2 separate regions of the Triticum aestivum genome follow, and region 1 is linked to region 2. The links are chromatin contacts, called in public Hi-C maps. All regions are on one chromosome and are shown on one strand. Each heading gives the region's core, a stretch centred on a gene start, on an enhancer-like site or on the middle of the called end of the contact. The rest is flanking DNA. Distances are from core to core; before and after follow the strand shown.

Region 1 (4,689 bases), core at 292-2,791, 150 kb before region 2:
CGTCCTTATCAAGCCCATCTCCCAATCGAGCTCCTCAGCTTTATTCTTCAGAAACAGCTCCCTCGTTTTGACACTCAGCAAATCAGGGATGATGTGAACAAGCATCAAAGCTGTCGCGCAGGAAACGACGGCCGTCGAAACCTTGGCAACCGTCATGACCATGGCCACGGTCTTTGTGTGGGTGGTGAAAGTCCAGAGGTTTATGAGATGGGTTGCTCCACAGAGGACTATGAAGGCACCAAACTGGATGAGAACCCATCTGTATGGGAAGAAGGACGACTTCTTCACAAAGTAGATGAGCTCCAACGGGATGGAGAAGTAGGCGAGGGCTATGAAGAAGTCGGAGATGTACTGGTACTTGATGAGCAGCTCGTCAGTCGGCCACAGCGGCTCGATGCAGTCGCATCGTTCCATCGCCGAAGGTTCAGGACTGCATCAGTTGTCACAACATTCCCTACAGCAGAAGAAATGCAGAAATGAGTCACCATGCCCAATCCACTCATACACATTGTGGAACTGCAACAACACCACAGCAGGCTCATATCACTTTAAAATAACAGGAACTGTGTAATAATAACATAAATAATAAAAAATAGCACTGAATGTTCGTGAACACATATAGCATAGCAGTAGAGCGCTCAAACACACAACAAGAGGCAATCGCCCATCTGCAAGTGGTTAACAGCTCATGATCACGCCCGCCTTCCACTGGCATCCCTGAATTTTGAAGAAAGATTTTCTGAATTTCAGCACACCCGTCGCATTTCAGCACCGCGTGTCACCTCAAGCCACTTCCCCCTTTCCCCACTAGACATCAACACGCAGCACGGCACAGTACCCGCCCGAAGCCGGCAAGCGATCGGAGCCAAGAACGCTCAGCGACGGCGACGGGAAGCCACCGGCCCTGGCACCGATGGCTCCTCCCCCAAAAATCAACCCCTCCACCCCTTGACCACGGCAAGCCCCCGCGACTCGACCAAAGAAAAGAAAACCCAGATCTGCCCAGCTTGGCGGAGCGGGGAGGAGAGCAGGGGCGGGCGGTAGGGTACCTCGGTCGACGGCGGCTCGACGCCGGGAGCTGCCGGAAGGTTGGTTGCGGCGGAGGCAGGGCGAGGAGGAAGCGGCGCTGAAAAGGGAAGGAAGGGAGGGAGGGAGGGAGCCAGATGCGCGGACAGACGGACGGACGGACGGAGGGAGGGGCAGTGAAGTCGTCACCGTCTACCACCACGGACGGCACCCACCCCACCCCACACGGGTGCAAGAAAGCAGCAAAAAAAGAAAGGAAATGCGGAGTCCAACCGCGGCCGTTGCGCGCGCCCGTGCCGTGGTCTTTCTTTTCGCTCCCGCTTTTGTCCCCACGCTGCCGCCGCCACGGCCGAGCTGCCAGGCGTCGGCGGCCGCGGGACGCAGCAGGTCGGCAGCGAGCGAGATAGCTGGCGCGTCACGCGGTGGTGCTGCCGTGTTGGGACTATCACTTAACTATCGTGCGCGCGGGGCAGTGGCGCGGGGTGAGGGCGTACGGTGTACTACGGGCGCGGTCGCCGTTGCCGTTGCCGCCGGCGGGGAATGGCCGGATCGGAGCATGGAAGAAGCAACGCCTGGGAAACGGATTTCGGATACGAGGATATTTCCAGCGTGCATTATGTATTATCTAAGGGCATCTCCAATGGATAGTCGTTGGTAGACTTTGCCACATAGAATTTTTAATGATGTGGCATACAATAAATAAAGAAAGAGAGGAATGTTGTATGTACATGAACCAACATCTCTTGCACAAGCTCCAATTTAGAATGAGAGAACACCTTATTTATTATCTCATATTCTATTGGGCAACTAGATACAACCCATTAAAGTTGTTGTATGTTAAGGTGTTGATTCATGACATGACATATTTTATCAACAAGCTAGCATACAAACTATTGGAGATGCCCTAAGTGCGAGAAAAAACAAGTTTGGTTGCAAACGGTGTGGGCTGCTCACATCAACACGAATTTTAAAAGCGGCACATAGCCTGGCTCGCTTGAAACCTTTAGATTGGCAATTTCCAGCGAATCAGACTAAGTGCGGCGCAAAAAGGATGCAGCTCGCACGGGGAGAGCAACGCGAAATCAAATGAAGATGGCGGGAGATGGAAATCGGGTGCAGCGGTATGGCGCCAAATCTAGCCTCAACCCCACATTTACTCGGTCACCGCTAGCTCTAGGATAAGCTACTCCTCTGTTTTAGCACCGGCGACGGCGGCGACTCCGATGTGCGCAAGCGGCGGCGGCAGCGGTGAATGATGACCCATAAGTATAGGGGATCTATCGTAGTCCTTTTGATAAGTAAGAGTGTCGAACCCAGCAAGGAGTACGAGGAAATGATAAGCGGTTTTCAGCAAGGTATTCTCTATAAGCACTGAAATTATCGGTAACAGATAATTTTGTGATAAGGTAATTGGTAACGAGTAACAAGTAACAAGTGTAAATGTGCAGCAAAATGGCTCAATCCTTTTTTAAGCAAAGGATAAGCCTGGACAAACTCTTATATGAAGGAAAGCGCTCCCGAGGACACATAAGAATTATCGTCAAGCTAGTTTTTATCACGATCACATGATTCGCGTACGGTACTTTAATAATTTGATATATGGATGGACCGGTGCTTGGGTGTTGTCCTTACTTGGACAAGCATCCCATTTATGATTAACCCCATTGCAAGCATCCACAACTACAACAGAAGTATTAAGGTAAACCTAACCATAGCATGAAACATATGGATCCAAATCAGCCCCTTACGAAGCAACGCATAAACTATGGTTTAAGCTTCTGTCACTCTAGCAACCCATCATCTACTTATTACTTCCCAATGCCTCCCTCTAGGCCCAAACAATGGTGAAGTGTCATGTAGTCTACGTTCACATGACACCACTAGAGGGATGACAACATGCATCTCATCAAAATATCGAACGAATACCAAATTCACATGACTACTAATAATAAGACTTCTCCCATGTCCTCAGGAACAAACGTAACTACTCACAAAGCATATTCATGTTCATAATCAGAGGAGTATTAATATGCATAATGGATCTGAACATATGATCTTCCACCAAGTAAACCAACTAGCATCAACTACAAGGAGTAATCAACACTACTAGCAACCCACAGGTACCAATCTGAGGTTTGGATAGAAAGATTGGATACAAGAGATGAACTAGGATTTGAGATGAGATGGTGCTGGTGAAGATGTTGATGGAGATTGACTCCCTCCCGATGAGAGGATCGTTGGTGATGACGATGGTGATGATTTCCCCCTCCCGGAGGGAAGTTTCCCCGCCAAGGTTCCGCCTCGTGGTGACGAAGTCTTGTCCGGAAAGCTTGCTTATGATTTTTTCCTCGACGAAAGACTCCATATAGCAGAAGATGGGCATCGGAGGGCCACCAAGGGGCCCACGAGGCAGGGGGCGCCTAGGGGGGTAGGGCGCGCCCCCCACCCTCGTGGCTGGTGGATGGCCCCCCTCTAGTACTTCTTGCGCTCAGTATTTTTTATATTCTGGAAATAACTCCCGTGAAGTTTCAGGACTTTTGGAGCTGTGCAGAATAGGTCTCTAATATTTGCTCCTTTTCTAGCCCAGAATCCCAACTGCCGGCATTCTCCCTCTTTATGTAAACCTTATAAAATAAGAGAGAATAGGCATAAGTATTGTGACATAATGTGTAATAACAGCCCATAATGCAATAAATATCGATAAAAAAGCATGATGCAAAATGGACGTATCAGTGAACGCGGCAGCAGCACTCTCCGGCGGCAGGAGTTGCTTCTTCCCTTCCTCGTGGCCACCATCTGGTCATCCTCGACTCGGCCATGCCCCCCCTTCATCGTCGTTGTCTCCGAAGCCGGTAAGCAACATGGCCCCCCTTCTCCCTATGTTAGGTTGGTTGTTAGGTCGTTAGGCTAGGTGTAAGATCGATTTCCCCATTGCTCAAATGCACACTTGATGTCGACTAGGTTATGGATGCATAGATGAAGCCGATAGTTTAGGCCGCGGCATTGATAGATGTGATTCAGGCATGGATCATGTTGATCCACAAGAGAGTTGTTCGTCGGGGTGATAAGCCTGTCATCCATTATGGTTCAGTGTTAATCCGGGATCACGAGAGGATGGTGAATCTGAACTACATCTACAACTGCAGCGACACAGAGGCTCTGTGGATGCTTCGAATGAAGAGAGCACCTTTTGCCAGGCTTGTGTAGACCTTCAGAAGCAGAGGGCTACTACAAGATTGCATCCACACCAGTATGGAAGAGCAGCCATGTTCCTCCATATTGTTGGTTATAACCAGAGGTTCAAGGTTATGCACAACACCTTCAGGAGATCAATGGAGACCATCTCCAAGTACTTCAGGCAAGTGTTGTATGCTGCTAGGGAACTCAGAGGAGAGATGATCAGGTCACCAACCGGCTGGACTCCTAGCAAGATTCACACTATCCCAAGATGGTATCCATACTTCAAGGTGAGCACTGACAATATGTAGTTTAAGCCTTGATATGCTTGTATTGTTCGGCTATAGCCATACCACAATCTTATAATGTCATTTCAGGATTGCATTGGGGCAACAGATGGTACTCATGTCACTCCCAGAGTGTCGAGGTCACAATCTGCAGCATACAGGGGTAGAAAGCACTACATTAGCCAGAATGTGTTTATTG
Region 2 (4,715 bases), core at 130-2,629:
ATCACCTTTTAAAAAATTCATGAACAATTTAGAATATGATGAATTTTTCTAATTTTATGAAAATAAATTGGTTTAGACGACCATTTTTTCAAATTGATGAAAATATTTTGAATTTTATGAACATTATTTGAATTCGATGAACAAAAAATATTCATGGTTTAAAAAATGTTTGCGAAAATAGAAAAAGAACAAAGAAAAATAAAAATAAAAAGGAAAAATAAAAAAGGGAAAAACAAAAGGCCCAAAAGAAAACCAAAAATATTAGAAGAGAGAAGCCCGTGCTACTTGAGCCAGCCCAAATTCACATAGCAATGCCCAGGAGCAGTGGCGATTTCTACTCAACAGGCTTGAACAAGCTCAAGCCTGTCCTAAAAAATTGCCAAAAAAAATCACTACCAAGCGCACTAGTTAGGCCTAGCTTTTGCAATCACCTTGAGCTTGGCTTAAGGCATGGCTTTTGCAATCACCTTGTTCCATGGCGGGCCGAAGGCCGGCCCGACCCTTTTACCTGCAGGATAGTTCACCGTTTCTTATTTTTGACATAGCTTACGTCTCATGGCAGGCGGTCCACCCGCACGATAATAAGGCGTGAAGCGAACGCTCACTTGTAGCATGACGTTTGCTCAAAAAAAGGAAGAAAAAAACTTGTAGCATGGCGCACACGCGAACGACCAACGGACCCGTAGTAAGGCCCTGTTTGTTTTGGATTTTGGGACCAGATTCAGCTTCACAAGAATCTGAAACAAACAAATATTTAAAATCAGCTTCGCCAGTGAAGCTGAATCTGAATTTGGGTAATTTTTAACGTAATTTTCTGAAGCACCTTAAAATATACTTGGGTTTGCGAACCAGCTTTGCCACAGAAGCGAATCCACCACGGGTGATTAAAATCCAAGAGAATCTAGAACAAACGGGGCCTAAAAATATCCTGACACAAGCAGGGGAAAAAAAATCCGAATTCCAAACATAGGCGTCGGTCGGTCGAGGACGTGGACGTGGACGCGACGGGGATGAGGTCCGGATTCCCCGTCCCCATCGGGCACGCCGCCGTCCACAGGTCATCAATCAGGATAGACCCCGGCCATGCCGCGGCGCCCGAACGCGGGACACGCGCCAGCGCCCCCCGGTCCGCTCGCGCCCGAGCAGCGCGAAAAATATTGTCGCCGCCGAAAGGCCCATCAATTATCGATGGCGGAATACCATGCTCGTTCCCGGCCTACTAGTCGTAGTCCTATCGTTTCCCTCGAAAAAAAAAAAGTCGTAGTCCTATCGTTTCCCTCAAAAAAAAAAAGTCGTAGTCCTATCGCGTGGTCGATCGCGTCGCGGGGGCCAGGTGAGGTGAGGTGAGGGGGGAACAGGGGGATAAAAAATCTGGGCGGGGCGGGGTGGGGATTGGTCGGCGCCAGCTCCCCCGCGCACCCGCAACGTGGGCCCCACCCCTGTCTGTCCCCTTCTCCTTTCTGCCCCTGCCCCTCTGGTACCGGTACCCGTGCCTCTCCTCCCTTTCCCCCTGCCTTGGCTCCCTCCCTCCCTCCTCGCTCTGATCGTGATCTCCCTGGGCTGGGCTAGACGCGGATCGGAATCGGATGGGCGTGGCCTCCTCCGCGCGGTCTCCCCGGCCAGCGGCGTGCTGCGGATGAGCTCCTCCTCCTCCTTCCGGCGAGCTGAGGTACCTGCCTGCTCTGGTTCCCAGGCGCTCCCTGACTCGCTTGCGATTGGGGGAGCTTCGGGCTCGCGGCTCGGCGGGAGGGCGTGCATGCGTGCCCAGTTTCTAGCTTGAATTCAGCCGGTTCCGGGTTCCCCTGCTTTTATTTGGCGGGCTGCCAGTTGGACGATGATACACTCAGTGGTGACTCTACTTATTACTTTGCGGCGGCGTTTCTCAGTTTTGCCGCGAATTGGACTGGCTGCCTGGTTGCTGCAAAGGGGCCTTTTGTGATCTGAGGCTCCTTTCTCGTCCACAGATAACTGTAACTTTTTTATAGCCTTTCTTGCTTGTAGGTAGCATAACCGTTGTCAAACATGTTTGACGCTCTGCTTTACTATTTGTTTTACCGACGATTCGATGATAGATGCCCAAGTGATGTGACGTGTCTGCCGCGCGCCTATTAGAATGTTTGCGCCGGGGCACCAGTAGCAGTAGAATTCTCCTTCTGTGTTACTGCTGTATTGGTTTGACTATTACTAGAGTACTAGCTAGTAATACAATTCTTCTTCTGTGTTACTACTACTAGTACTGTATTTGTTTGACTAGTACACATGCTTCTCCCAACAAAGACAAAGCGCCCATTGCTTGACAGCTTCCTCTGCTTTGTTTCAGGCCATCTAGAGCGATATTTGTGTGGCTTCTCAGCTATTCCTGTGGACCTTGACATGGCCGGCGCAGAGACAAGCAACGGGAACGCCCAGAGGTGTGCTAACTCACATTTCTAATATTGGCCTGCCTTACTATTTTGGTACAAATAGCAAGTGTTTCTTCAGTGCTTTCCCTGAATACTGAAACCCGCATTAAAATGAGAGCCTGATTTGCAGCTGCACGATACACCATTAATTGAATTATTGTTACTAGATTTATTTATACAATTCATTTTCAGGAACTACTTGGTATAGAAATTTGAATACATGTAATGGATTGTTGCTTTTAGCCTGATTCTTTTCTTCTGATTTTTATTTTTGCGGCTATTCTTTTCTTCTGATTAGGGGGGATACCCTTCCAAATGGAGACGTCTATGTGGGCAACTTCGATGGGTTAGTGCCTCATGGAATGGGGAAGTATATGTGGACGGATGGGTCCCTTTATGACGGCGAGTGGGATAAAAGCAAAATGACGGGGAGAGGAATGATCCAGTGGCCTTCAGGCGCATCCTATGAAGGCGACTTCCGCGGAGGTTTCATCGACGGAACAGGCACTTTCAAGGGGGTCGACGGCTCGGTTTACAAAGGTTCCTGGAGGATGAACAAAAAGCAGGGAATGGGGACAATGGTTTACTCCAACTCTGACAGTTATGAAGGTTTGTGGAACGAGGGTTTACCGGATGGATATGGTAAATACACATGGGCTGCTGGCAACATCTACATTGGAAGCTGGAAATCAGGTAGCATGAACGGCCGAGGCGTAATGCAGTGGATAAATGGTGATACTCTTGACTGTAATTGGCTCAGTGGGCTGGCTCATGGCAAAGGCTACTGCAAATACGCATCAGGAGCATGTTACATTGGTACATGGGACAGGGGAGTCAAGGATGGCCATGGCATATTTTATCAACCAGGAAGTAAAATACCTTGTAACCTTGAAGTTTCTGAGTGTGCAACAGATAATGATGGTACAAGTGCTTCAAGTTCTAGTAATGAAAAGGTCAAAGTTGGACTGTTGTTTCTATTGCAAAACCTGTGCAACAAATGGGGGCTACGTAGGTTTTTTCATCGTCCCAGGCGCATTTCAAATGGCACAACACCAATTTTTGTTGATGATTCTGGAAATCACTTACCACAAGATCCACCCAATAAATCCTTGTCAAGTAAGGAGCATTTACAAAACAGTGATGTTCATAAGGATTTGGTCTACGAACGGGAATATATACAAGGAGTGCTTATCTCCGAACAGCCAAAAGGCAAACATTCTGGAATGTTGGACAGCGGTGAAACACAGGAAAATACCTGGCAAAAACAAGAAAGAGGGCCAATGGAGACTATTTACAAGGGCCACAGGAGCTATTTTCTAATGCTTAATTTGCAACTCGGCATCAGGTGAGCGCTGACTAGCATCAATCTGTCGCTGCAAGTTTCTGTGTCATCTGAACTTAGCCACAGGAATCTACCTTATGTTTTTCTTTTTTGCATAGTGCGTATATATGTTTAAGGCTGGCACACCCTGTTTAAATGAAGTAAGCTATGTAAGTAGGAATGAGTACTTGTAGATCTCAGGCACCAGAGTAACAAACACTTATTAATTCAAGCGCAGTATTACTGCCTGAAAGATCAGCATTCAGTAGTCAGTTCAGTGCAAAAGATTAACAAGTGGTCATAGTTTTTCTTATTTGAGTACAAAAAAGTAGTTTCTTCTTTTGAGGAAAGAGGTCAATACTGGCTCCAGATAATCAATATGGTCCATGTTGTATAAAGGAATATTTTATCTTTGAGGAAAATGTATAATAAACTAATGTAACTTATAGTATTCCATACATGAGCATTTTCCATTTTGGTAATAAAACAATCGTTCACAAATGCTTGTCACTGTCACATTTTCTTGGCATGTGTTCCAACACCACATCTATTAAGTACTATATGCCTATACCCATCAAACCATCTCTTTAATTCCACTGCTTTGTTGTTTGTTCGAGTTATTTTTGCTATCAGATGTTCCATTAGTCAAATCATCATTTCGTTTAGTGATGTTCCATTAGCTACTGATTGACCAGACAACAATGATTTTCAGGTATACCGTGGGTAAAATCACCCCTGTACCTTTACGTGAAGTTCGTTCAAATGATTTTGGACCTAGGGCCCGGATAATAATGTACTTCCCTTGTGAAGGCTCGCAGTATACCCCTCCACACTGCTCTGTCAATTTCTTTTGGAAAGATTATTGTCCTATGGTCTTCCGGTACGTCTCTTTCCAATTTGCAAAGTGTACATTAATTTATAATTACTAGTGCACTCTTATTATTTCCTCTGATTGGATTTTAAATCTATGTCTCACTCATCCACAGTTAAAT

The links. A called contact is a pair of places that touch in the nucleus more often than the background predicts.
Region 1: a Hi-C map of leaf shows a contact between it and region 2, with 6 times the contacts expected there. The contact joins the promoter of LOC123087163 here to the promoter of LOC123087162 in region 2. A contact is called at or near these places in 2 of 5 Hi-C or Micro-C datasets (both in leaf).

What each region holds. Positions count from the first base shown.
Region 1 is chr4A:583,155,251-583,159,939 of IWGSC CS RefSeq v2.1, reverse strand. It overlaps LOC123087163 (probable ethylene response sensor 1), which reads right to left and starts at 1,541. Exons shown (of 6, transcript XM_044509082.1): 1 at 1,521-1,541; 2 at 1-454. The coding sequence starts at 414.
Region 2 is chr4A:583,010,049-583,014,763 of IWGSC CS RefSeq v2.1, reverse strand. LOC123087162 (phosphatidylinositol 4-phosphate 5-kinase 1) reads left to right here and starts at 1,379. Exons shown (of 10, transcript XM_044509079.1): 1 at 1,379-1,669; 2 at 2,321-2,411; 3 at 2,701-3,747; 4 at 4,436-4,603. The coding sequence starts at 2,374.